2 separate regions of the Mus musculus genome follow, and region 1 is linked to region 2. Evidence: chromatin contacts called from public Hi-C data. All regions are on one chromosome and are shown on one strand. Each heading gives the region's core, a stretch centred on a gene start, on an enhancer-like site or on the middle of the called end of the contact. The rest is flanking DNA. Distances are from core to core; before and after follow the strand shown. Region 1 has its middle 19 kb from the start of Gm32677. Region 2 has its middle 44 kb from the start of Slc38a2.

The links. Hi-C and Micro-C count contacts between places; a contact is called where the count stands out from the background.
Region 1: a Hi-C map of liver shows a contact between it and region 2, with 2.2 times the contacts expected there. The contact joins two enhancer-like sites. A contact is called at or near these places in 1 of 15 datasets of contacts at CTCF or cohesin (the NIH/3T3 cell line), 2 of 484 Hi-C or Micro-C datasets (liver and nephron progenitors) and 2 of 115 datasets of contacts at active chromatin or transcription factors (extraembryonic endoderm stem cells and trophoblast stem cells).

What each region holds. Positions count from the first base shown.
Region 1 is chr15:96,854,431-96,860,335 of GRCm38.p6, reverse strand. No RefSeq gene overlaps it. Among named protein-coding and RNA genes, the nearest start is that of Gm32677, 19 kb to the right of the region's middle. Within about 2 kb of position 2,400, at least 10 of the 459 cell types and tissues checked have an H3K27ac peak or open chromatin away from gene starts, as enhancers often do. A contact at or near this core is called in liver, where this site is marked.
Region 2 is chr15:96,741,093-96,746,852 of GRCm38.p6, reverse strand. No RefSeq gene overlaps it. Among named protein-coding and RNA genes, the nearest start is that of Slc38a2, 44 kb to the right of the region's middle. Within about 2 kb of position 3,297, at least 135 of the 459 cell types and tissues checked have an H3K27ac peak or open chromatin away from gene starts, as enhancers often do. A contact at or near this core is called in liver, where this site is marked.

The DNA.
Region 1 (5,905 bases), core at 1,151-3,650, 110 kb before region 2:
AAAAAAAAAAACCCAAAAACAAACAAACAAACAAAACCCTTATGAATTAAGTTTCTATCTGCCTAAAACTTACTAAGTCATCTGAACTGATTTTCCAACAATATTCCATAATGGTTAACCCCATGTAGTCTGTACTTCTTTTCCCTTCTCCCTGATAACAGAAATTTCATCCGTTCCTTGTCCTGTGCACAAGACCAGACCCAAGACAGGGACTCTTTGTGGACAAATGACTAGTGACGGTTTGCACGCGCCTCTTCTTTGGAATAAGAGGTTACATTTTGTAAAGGAAAGGATGAATTTTTGATGTAGCTCCTTGGGCTTCAAAATATATAATATATATAAGAAAGCTAAATCCAGAGGGAAAGTCACTTAGGGCCTCAAAAATCCTGCCAAGGCTCCATACCCACTCACAGGTGATGACTGGGAGAGGCTATGTTTACAGATTGGCATAAACATACAGAGGAAAGGCATGTGCAAAGCACTCTGCAGACTGCCACAGACGTAACACAGGCTTGAAAATTCCCCAATCCTAATCCATGCTGTGCGCTCTTTTAAAAAATTGTTTGTCCCTCTCCTGTTCAACAGTGAATTTCTTTGAGTGAGACACTGTGTGTCTGCTTCCTAATATTATCTAGTTGCTCAGAGTAGGCACATGCCTTAGACATTGTTTCTCCTTTTTCTCTAGAGTGGATGTGATCTTCAGTCTGATGACCTTGTCCAATGGACACAGCCGTGGTCAATCTTCCCTCCCTGTCTCTGCTGTAATCACTCAGGCCCATATCGTGTTTTCCCTTAAAATAGCATTAAAGCCTTTTAACTCTGCTCTTATCTCCTCCTTCGATCCCTACCATCCAGCAGGTTCCCCATTGATGTGGATTTTCTAAAACAGAAATATGCCCCTGTGCTGCCCTAAATAGTTTCAATAGTTTCTTCAGGGGCTGAACCATTACTTTCTGAACCTTATCCAGCTCCTTTAGCACAGTGTTCAGGGCTTAGCACCACAGTCTCACCAGTCCCTCCCAGCTTTCATTCACTTTCTCCTTCCAGAACAATCCACCTTGAAAGCTGCCCTCCTGCGTGTGTATCATTGCCCATAGTACTCCCACATATCCCATAGTGCTCCCACTTTGTCTATAGTACTCCCATACTTCCCATAGTGCTCTCACAAGTCCCATAGTGCTTCCACATTGCTCATAGTGCTCTCACATTGCTCATAGTGCTCCCATACTGCCCATAGTGCACCCACGTTGTTCATAGTGCTTATACACACACACACACACACACACACACACACACACACACACACACACACACACACACATGCTTCTAATCCAAATGAAGACCCATGTGTCCTGGGTGAACTTGACAGGCCATGTGAGAAACCACTCCCATCTTCACCATTTATTGGGGAGTCTAACCATGGCTCGTTCTTTGGTCTCTTCAGCCATCACACTGCTGATTCTGTAGACTATCTTGGCTCTACTCTGTTAAAATAAGGTGAGCCACTCACAGGTATGAGCTGGAGGAAGTTTCCCATTTGTAATAATCTTGAAACTGTGAACGCATGTTAACAGTAGCGGCCCAATATTAAGTAGTAGACAACAGAAGTCACATTTTATGGGTTTTAAAAGTACATCATTCAAGCCAGATAAGGTGGGTCAACTCTGTGATTCCAGAACTCAAATGGTTGAGACAGAGGGATTGCCAAAAGTTCTAAGCCAGCCTGTGCTATGTACTGAGTTCTTACCAGCCTGGGCTAAGACTGAAGCCATGTTTCAAAAATAAATAAAAAATCAAAGTACAACCGCAGAAGTTCATCATTCATGTGCTGGGAGAAAGTCAGACAGAGAAGGATAGAACTATCCTTGGGCCACATGCCTAAGAGGCAGAGTCAGAAATCTAAGCTGTCGGGAGCCAGCACTCCTCACCTGCCATTCCAATGGGTAACTGCTATCTAGAAGCCTTAGATGCTGGGAAATATTTGGAGTAACATACCAGCTTGTTTCAAAGGCCTTTCTATGCTACACCAGCAGCAACCCCAATAGAGGGACGAGGTAGGTAAGTATGTTGGTAGATTCCAGTTAAACCAAACAGCATTCAAGGCAGGATAAAGTGATGCCTAACACTGAGGTAAATGAGGTAGGAGAGGGAGGTGTAGCTGGCGACGAGGACCCCTTCTGTGACAAGGGGATATTTGAGACCATTTGCTCCTTACCAGGGTCTTAGTGCTTAGCTCCCAGGATCACTCTGCTGCTCCCATTAGAATTTCCATTCTATTAATAATGTTGACCTAAGTCCCAGCACCTGTTAGGACGTTATCTCACAGTCAAAGTAAAAGAGTCTGGCTTACCCCTCCCACCGGCTTCATTTCTGCAACATTGTTGCCTTTAAATGTTTGTTTTTCCTTGTCTGCCTGTTACCCTTGACCTGGTTGGATTGCTAGAGGGGATCTGCCCCAGCACTCCCTGTTCAGAGTCTCAGCCACAGAAATGGCGAAGGTGAGAGCAAAAACAGAAAAAAATAGCTCCTGGATTTAACAGCACCCTCCCTTCCTTCCTTCTTTTGAGGACAAAGGAATCTTTAGTCAAAATGTGTCTTTAGGGCTTGGTTGTCAAACATATTTGTAAAACTACAACTAAATGTATGTATCAAGTCCAGGTTTTTAGTGAAATTGAACCTTCTCATTTGCCCTGTTGGAGAATTCCTTTAGAAATGCCTTCCTTAAATCCCAGTTAGAGTGGGTTTAACACAAGTTCACGCTGTTGGGGCTGGAGAGATAGTTCAGTGGTTAAGAGAACTGGCTGTTCTTCCAAAGAACTTGGGTTCAAGTCTCAGCACCCACATGGCAGCTCACAGCTGTCAGTAACTCCAGGGGATCCGACATCCTCACACAGACATACATGCAAGCAAAACACCAATGTGCATAAAGTAAAATCAAGTTCACATTGTTATTAGCCTTATGTTGGTGAGATGTTCAAATGGGCTAATAATAACCTGAAAGCTTTTGGCCTGAATGTAGAAAAATAACATGTGTACACAAAGAAACCAAAAACTGCTCCGTGTCTGACTTCCCTTGTCTTAATAGGTTTTCCTGGCTTTCTGAGGCTTTGAATTATATCATAAGACCTAAATGTACGCCTGTAATCCCATCACACTAGAGGCAGAAACATGAGGATTATGAGTTTAAGGCCATCCTTGCCTACACAGCAAGTTCAAGGCCAGCCTTGTAACCACACAAGACCCAGTCTTAAAAAAAAAAAAAAAGAGCCAACTGAACATCTTAGACCTGTGCTCAGTGTAGACACAGCATTTACGCAGCCCCGTCCCACTCCACAGCGAAGGGAGCAGTGTGTGCTTACATGTGGTACAGTCACAGTGGTGATCTGCTCTCCTTACCCATGAGTCTCTGCACGCCTCCCTCCAGCGCAGCAGCTTCAGGATGTCTAGAGTCATCTGTCAATCACCAAAGTCTAGTCAGGCCCTTTTCTGGGTCAGAACTGCCCCCATGAGTGAGGGTGAGGGTCTATCAGTGACACCATTGAGCATTACCCCCTATGACCCCTCACACCCTACCCACAAGCTCCTCCTTAGGACTGTGCCCTTTGCCCAGGCTACCCCCTTCCGTGACTACTTCTCCCACTGTCCTCTAGGCAAATATCTCTATTTGCTCTTTAATTACAACTCGAACATCCACCATCTTGGCTCTGTTACCCCTCCACAGCACCCCCTTCACCTGGAATTGCACCACTCTCTGCCTGCTGTAACTGTGGCATTTTTACACAACACTGAGCTATCCGTTGGCATAGCCTCAGCACCCCATACTCTGGAGTCCTAGAGACCATGACTGTTTCTGTTTCATATGTGGTGGTTTGAATGAGAATGACTCATAGATTCAAATGCTTGGTCCCAGGTAGTGGCACTATTTGAAAGGATTAGGAGGTGTGGCCTTGTTGGAGGAAGTGTGTCATTGGAGGTGGGCTTTGAAGTTTCAGAAGTCCGTGCCAAACCCAAAGTCTCTCTGCTTGTGGATCAGAATGTAGCTCTCAGCGACTTCTCCAGCATCATGTTTGCCTGTGTGCTGTCATGTTCCCCACCATGACATCAATGGACTAAAGCTCTGAAACTGTAAGCTCTAATCAAATGTTTTCTTTTATAAGAGTTGCTATGGTTATGGTGTCTCTTCACAGCAACAGAACACTAAGACACTGTCCTTTAACTAAGTATGTCACACACAGTAAGTTCTCACTAAACACCTAATGAATAGATGGATGAATGAACCAGAACACACTCATCTTCAGCAGCAGACAATCCCATAACCTGACTTTTACCAGACGTGGCCTCTCACCACCACTTTATCCCCTACTGTAGAGGAAAGCAAAAGAGACTTCCTCTACACCCTTCTTCCTATGTGGGCTCTAAGAACCCAATTAATCGGAAGTGTAACAGGAGACCAGCAGAAGTCTGCAGATCTTCACAAGGGGGTAAAGTCAGCAGAGATGATGAAGGAATGAGGCTACCTCACTGTTTCAGACCAAGAACGGCACATCTGGGACACAATAATGGGGCCAAAGGAGAGGTGAACCAGAGTAATAGCTTCAAAGGATGTCACTAAGAAAGGGTGGGTAGGCATAGAAGATAAGGGAAACTTCAGTTTGTTCACCCTGGTTCAGTGTAGCTCCAATCCCAGTCTCTTGTGACCAAGGCTACTCCCCAGGCCTGGTGTGGGGAAGGGACCCCTCCTGAGACAAGTTTTATGGCTTACTGTAGTTAAGGAACTTGGGTCAAAGGGTTACTCTAAGGTTACAGGTCTTTGGGTGGTTTCAGCTTGAAACGACCAATGAATCCAGTTGACACATCCATTGCCACAATGAAGTCTCCATCTTTAAACCTTGTTGTCCAATCAGTACCAAAACTTGACCCAGGTCCAGCGAGAGACTCTGTCTAAAACCGCAGGTGGAGAGCAATTGAGGAAAAAAGTTGACCTACGGTCTCCACAACACACGCATGCACATATATGTGCCCACTAACTTGCAAACATACAAATCCATCCATTCCACCCAAAACATGACTCGGTCCAGGAATTTTGGACGAATACACTGGTCTGCACAGTGCTTTCATAACATGCTGGGTGCAAAATGTTGAGCCAAAAAGTAATACATTCTGACTGTGGGGCCTTTTAAGCTGATGAAAGTCACTCACAAGTACCAGTTCACACGTAGAGTTCTATAACAGCTGCCAGACCTTCATCAGTTCCCGAGAAGAGGTTCTCAGGCCCCAGGAAGTCGGGGAGTCTCACACTGGAAGGGCCAACATTCTTCTAGGTCCACCGATACTGAGAGTATTTGAAAGTAGATATCTTTTATGTCTTAAAGTAAAGACTGTAGGCAGACATCATAGTTCATGCCCAGAATACAAGCATTTGGGAATCTGAGGCAGGGGATGGCAATGAGTTCAAGGCCCATGTGAGCCATACAGTGATTTTTTTTTCAGGTAATGATGGGTGGTAGCGTGAGATCTCATCTAAAGAGAAAAAGCAGACAAGACTCTGGAAATAAATTGCTTATTTAATTAAAAATAAAAACAAGGTCTCACATAAAAAAAAAAAAGAAAGCTTAGAGAGCTTTCAACGGCGTATCTGACTAAGTGGGCTGGAGTAACAAGTGCTTATCTCTAGTGTGAGAAGTTTCGATCATGAAACCTTAGTAGGGACTGAGCAGAGAGAACCCCCACACCCCCCAGTCACCTCAGGAGAACCCCACAGTCATCTCAGCCTTTCACACGTCAAAACAGTGAGTGTGAGGGTGGGTGATCTCAGAGAGTAGCCAACACACATCTGGCTCACTCTCCCAGAGACCCACAAAGCTCACCAAGTACGTGCAAGGCTCTCTCAGGAAGACAAAATTGA
Region 2 (5,760 bases), core at 2,048-4,547:
TGTATCTCCAAGTTTAAGTTCCACGAGAAACCAAATCTGGCTCTATTTGATTGATTTTTGTATCACTGGTTATAAAATGCTGCCACATGCGTAGGAAAGACTCAACACATTTGGTGAATTAGCGACTATTTAGGAAAGGCAAACCTATATTCAGCCACTGTTCCTCTTTCTGGACTTCCACTGGCTTCCTTTGCACAGGCAGTCTTCCACTAAGCAATTAATTTCACAAGTGTAAAACAATATCTATTGAATTTTTAATTCCACTAACGTTAACCAATTAGATTCTTCTAGAAAGAATGCAAGCTGTTACAGTATCAAATACTCCCAAATAAAAGCCATTCTGATCAGACCTAGGTAGTGGTGAAAGTCATTAATCCTAGTACTTGGGAGGCAGTGGCAGGCAGATCTCTGTGACTTCCAGGCCATCTTGGTCTACAGAGTGAGTTTCAGGACAGCCAGAGCTACATCATGAAGACCCTGTTTTGAAAATTAGAAAGAAAAAAAAAAAAAAAAAACCAAGCCAGTCATACATTCAAGTCTTCTCTCATGTCGTCAGTATGTTTCAGCTAATTCCTTACTAAGGACCTATGTATTTTATAATATGATTATTTATAATTACTTTGTTATCGACTTATTGACACATGTCTGTTTCTATCTGCTGTCTTTACTAAACACTATTCTACGAGCTTTGTCTAAGAATGGCTTTTGCCTTTATGCAGTCTGTTCTTATAACAATGAAATTCTGTTTTCCTATAAATTATAATTTTGAAGGCTGAGGCTATAACTCAGCTGATAAACACTTGCCTGGCACCTACAAGATCCTGGTTCAAACCCCAGTATTGTAAAAAACAAAAATAAATAATAGCAATTGTAGTTACAAAAGCTTTTGCTGCTGATGTTTTCATTTTCAACATGCCTACTTACTGAGCAGCTAATGTTTTCAAAGTAAATTTCCCTTCTGCTTCTAAACACATTTGTCGCCGAGTTTCCAGTCTTACAAAATAGGCCATCACCTGAAGAAGTCATGGCTATTCTTCCTGCTCCTTCCAAGACACACATTCCTGGTTTACCCCTCGTCCAGTTGCCCAGTAAAATCTCTATGAACTTGTGTTTGCATTTCTAGACATTAGCTCCACTGTAAGGTCAAGAGAGTAGTAATGGCATGTTCTCTTTTATGTTTTCCCCACAGGTCTCACTGTGTAGCCCTGGCTGTCCTGGAATCCCTATGTAGACCAGGCTAGCCTGAAGCTCTCAGAGATCTGCCCGCCTCTGCCTCTGTAGTGCTGGGATTAAAGGAATAACCTGCCACACCAGAGGCACTTGCCTGTGCAGTTTGTCAGAAATTGTAATCCTAGTGAGTTAACACACCTGATAAAGCTCACCTGACAGCTGCATAAAGGGGCTGCCAAGAGAGTTTAAAAAGATAGTGATATTCTCCCTGTCCTTGTAGATTGTTATGAAATTGATAATAAAAAAGGGGGTTTACATTAGATTATATTTAGGAAACTGATAATTCCTAAATATCTGCTATTACTGAATCTAATTTAAAAAAAACAAACAAACAAAAGGGCCTAGTCTCTCCATGGAAAGCTAAAAACCATCAAATTTCCCTCTCTATGCTACTTCCTGTTCACGATCGGAACACACGCTAAAATAGGTTAATTTGCTAAAATAGGTTAATTTGCATGTCTGTGGGCTAAAACAGGGCTGTGGGAGTTTTCCTCTGTGTATCTAAATGAAGATTTTCAGGGTGTTTCATTTGACTTCGCAAAATAAGTCAGAGATGAAGAGCACTGGCCAGCGCTCCCATTTCTTGAGCTGAAGAAAACAGAACTGAATCCCCCAGTGCTCCACCAGCTCATTGAGTTGGCTGTGGGGCTGCCCTGGACCCTGTGGGCAGCCAAGCTTCATGGCACCCTCTGCAGCATCCTGTTTCACTTTGCCTCACAGTTCTAACTAGAAATACTCAGATTAGCGGCTGGTGAGATGGCTCAGCAGTTAAGAGCACAGAGTGGCTTGCAGTCATCTGTAACTCCAGTCCCAGGGAAAACAATGCCTTATTCTGACCTCTGAGGGCACTTGATGTACACTTCATGCACAGACAAAACACTCACCCACGTAAATAAGTCTTTAAAAAAATTAAAAAGACAAGAAAAATACTCCAATTCCCTTCCTCGGCTCCCTGGAAGTTTCTTCACCGCTACTTGACATATCAGTGTTTTAGGAGATTATTTCTGGTAAAACACGCATGGCTTCTGATCTTATGAAACTGTTTTCCTAGACGTCTAAAGAACTAATACGTGTTAGAAAAGTCACTCACAGCACTCCTGTGTGAGAGAAGGGGAAGATGACACCGGGTCTTCGGTGACACAGACACAGACACACATTCCTGGGCACACCCATTCACAAGTGTCAGGAGCACTCCAAACCTTATAGGGAGGAATAGCTGAATGGAGCTGATAACAGCCAGGCGCCAGGCCCGAGGAAGAGGTGCGGGCGCCCATTTCAAGCCATTGAAAAGTTCCATAGGGGGGAGGGGAAATGGCACGGCAGGAAATTCCTGACCAGCTGTGTAACTGCTTACACCAATGCGTTGGCAGATAAGTGCATTTTTGTGATTCTGCTTCGGCCCCATGTTTATGGCCTCTTCTGATATGTCATCTGGCTCATGTATTACAGCTCCGTCCGGACACCATCCAACGGTACGATTCAACAAACCGTAGCTTCATCTTGATCACCTGGAAATGCTCTTGGCCTTTGCAAAATGGACGAAGAGGCTAACAATGAAAATACTGGAGGAAATTTGCTCTAAGTTAGTCCCCAGAGAAACCATTAGGTCGGGGATTTCATAAACCGTGCTGTAATTTGCTACAATGTAGGTAAAAGATTTGGGGTGGATGTCTAGAAGTGTAAGTTAAGCCTATGCCTGTCGACAAGATGGTAGGAGGGAAGAGTAGAAGGCGATACATAATACAGACGTGATTCATAAATGCAGTGTTCTGTGTATGTGAAAATACTGCCTGCGATGTTTTACATGCATGCGCTCACAGGGTTTCGTGTCATATTTACAACGTTACCGCAGAGTATGGAGTCCATTCCCCAAGTCAGAAAAGCAAGTTTCTAAGAGATCCGATTACAACCCATGCCCTCATGCTACCTTGGCAGAACTGGATAATTTAGGAACTCCTGGTTCCACCACCTTCTGCTTACGCAACACTGAGCAAACCCCAGGTCCTCTGTGGGCCTCATTTCCCTCAGTGAGCAAATGAGAGAGCCTCCCACACCCCTTCCAGAGCTACCAGAGTACATAACCAGCAACGCACAGCACCAGCGGCAGCTGCTTGCATTAACCCAGCCAGTAGTTAGACCAATAAGGGAAAGTGCCAGGATGGATTTCCAAACAATTTCCTGGGACCCGTTGTTTTCAAATGCTGGCTGATGCAATCCTGAGTTGCGTTTCCCCAAGCATGGCTGTCAATGAATCACTTCCTTCACTGGGCAGGGCAGCTTCCCTACCCGTGTTATCTTAACTATCCTTACACTGCAGGTAAGCACACAACTGGAATTGTTCCAAATGTCACACATAGGAGTCTAAGACGCCCTCTCTGCAGTATGATACACACAATACAGAGAATGCGGGTTGCTAACACACTGGCACTGAGCTCCAAGTGACAGCTCTGTGTCCCCAAACTGAGAGGCAGGACTCCTTGAGACAGGTTCCACTTTTCTCGTCAACTAAACTTGGTTTTCAAATTAAATCTTGTAAGGAACTATACATAGCAACGGGCAACAAAGTAACATCTTATTGGAGTGCTTTACAGGCCCAAATCTGTATTTATTATACATTATCTAACACTTTTGTAAGGCACAGAGAACGCAAGACCGGCGGTTATTCGGGGACAGCGGGGTGTAGCGATGTCCTTTTGTTTTGTCCCCTACCAGCACTGTAACAACTGATTAACCAGCAACTGCGTACGAGAAGAGCTTTTATTTGCATGTGTGTCTTGCTCTGCTTCGAGCTGACTGAGACTTTGGCTGTTTTGTGTGTGCTTGTGTTTGACAGCTTACATCACTTCTGCAATCAGGCAGGGACCCGGAGAGACCTTGCTGCATGTGCACACAGACAGGTTAGCAGGACACCTCATCGTCACCACTATTTGTCTGTTACAGCCATGGAGACCTGCAGGTAAAATGATGGCTTAGCTGAAGAACTCAAGAGACCTTGTGGGAAAGCTACCACCAACGTCATCGTCATGGATTGATCCAGCATGACACCTGACTGTCAAACTATGGAGACATCAATAATCCCCGTGCATGCCAACAACCAGAAGATAGAACAGGGCGGGCCAGAGAGAGAGCTCAACACAGAAAGGCCTCTGCCTCCAGGCCTAATGATCTAAGCTCTACTCACACTTGAGTTGGTTCCCAGGGCCTAGATGGTGGAAGGAGACACACACACACACACACACACACACACACACACACACACACACACAGAGTGAGATGTTCACAAAGACAGCAAGACAAACAGCAGTCCTCTTTAAAAAGTTTCAAGAGAATAGAAAGTAGTGTCGTGGCTTTGTTTTAAAAGACTCGGCATTTTAAGACAATGATTCTTCTAAAGTTAACTTTAAAATATTTTACCAAAAAAAATTTTTTTACATATTTTGCACCACCACCACCACCAAAAGTTCTAATAGGATTTCTTTCAGCTTGGACAGACTCCTATGTAAGACCATAGTAAATGGACAGTAAGAGCCAGGCTGAAAGATGTCAAAGGTAATGTAAGCTGCATAAGGAAGGGCTGGGGATGTGGACTGAAACTTTAAGAGGAGAAGAAAGAGGGCCAAGAATGAATGGCATCTAACCCACACAGCTCTGAAGGGACTGGCTGCTTGACTCTAGGAAATGAAACTAGACGCCTTTTCTGTTATTCTAGAGCGCTACAGAGATGGCTCGGCAGTTAGGAGCACTTGCTGCTCTTGCGGAAGACCTAGGTCCGGTTCCCAGCATAGCTCACAACCACCTGAACTCCAGTTATAGGGATGAGACACCCTCTTCTGGCCCTAAAGGCATGTGCTACACATCCACACTATTATACACATATAATAATCTTCTTTTTTTAAAAATGATAAGTGATTTTAATGTGTAGATGCTAGATGAAATTTGCAATGTTTTTCTGTTCTGGAAACCTAACACAAATGTTGTGTTTCAATATCTGGGATCCATTTGTAGGTGTTGGGCTGATTATCCTAACCTGGAATTAGTTATCTCTGCCACAGAAAATAGTGCTATATTTGGAAAGCTTCATACTAGAAATATGGGTTAATTATGACTTTCAAAAGCACTTAACATGGGCATGAAGATATGGCTCAGTGGATAAAGCTCCTGACACAATGGGTCTCAGAACTCAGGCTGAAACAGGGAAGGTGTAGCAGCTACTGTAAGTCCAGCACTCGGGAGGTAGAGGCAGAGATCCCTGAGAAGGCTGGCCAGGTAGATCGGCCACGTTCAACAAGAACTTGCCTCAATACATAGAGAGTGATTAAGGAAGACACCAACTCCAGCTTTGGTCCACCACACATATAAGTACATGTGCACACAGGCACACAAACATGCATAGACAAACAAAAATGGTTCAAATTAAGTCCTGACATTTGGCATAACCTTTTTTTGTTTTGTTTTGTTTTAATGGAGTTCGGGGAAGAAGGAGCTAGAATTCGTGTAACTAAGCCCTAGCAAATATTAAAATACAAGTAC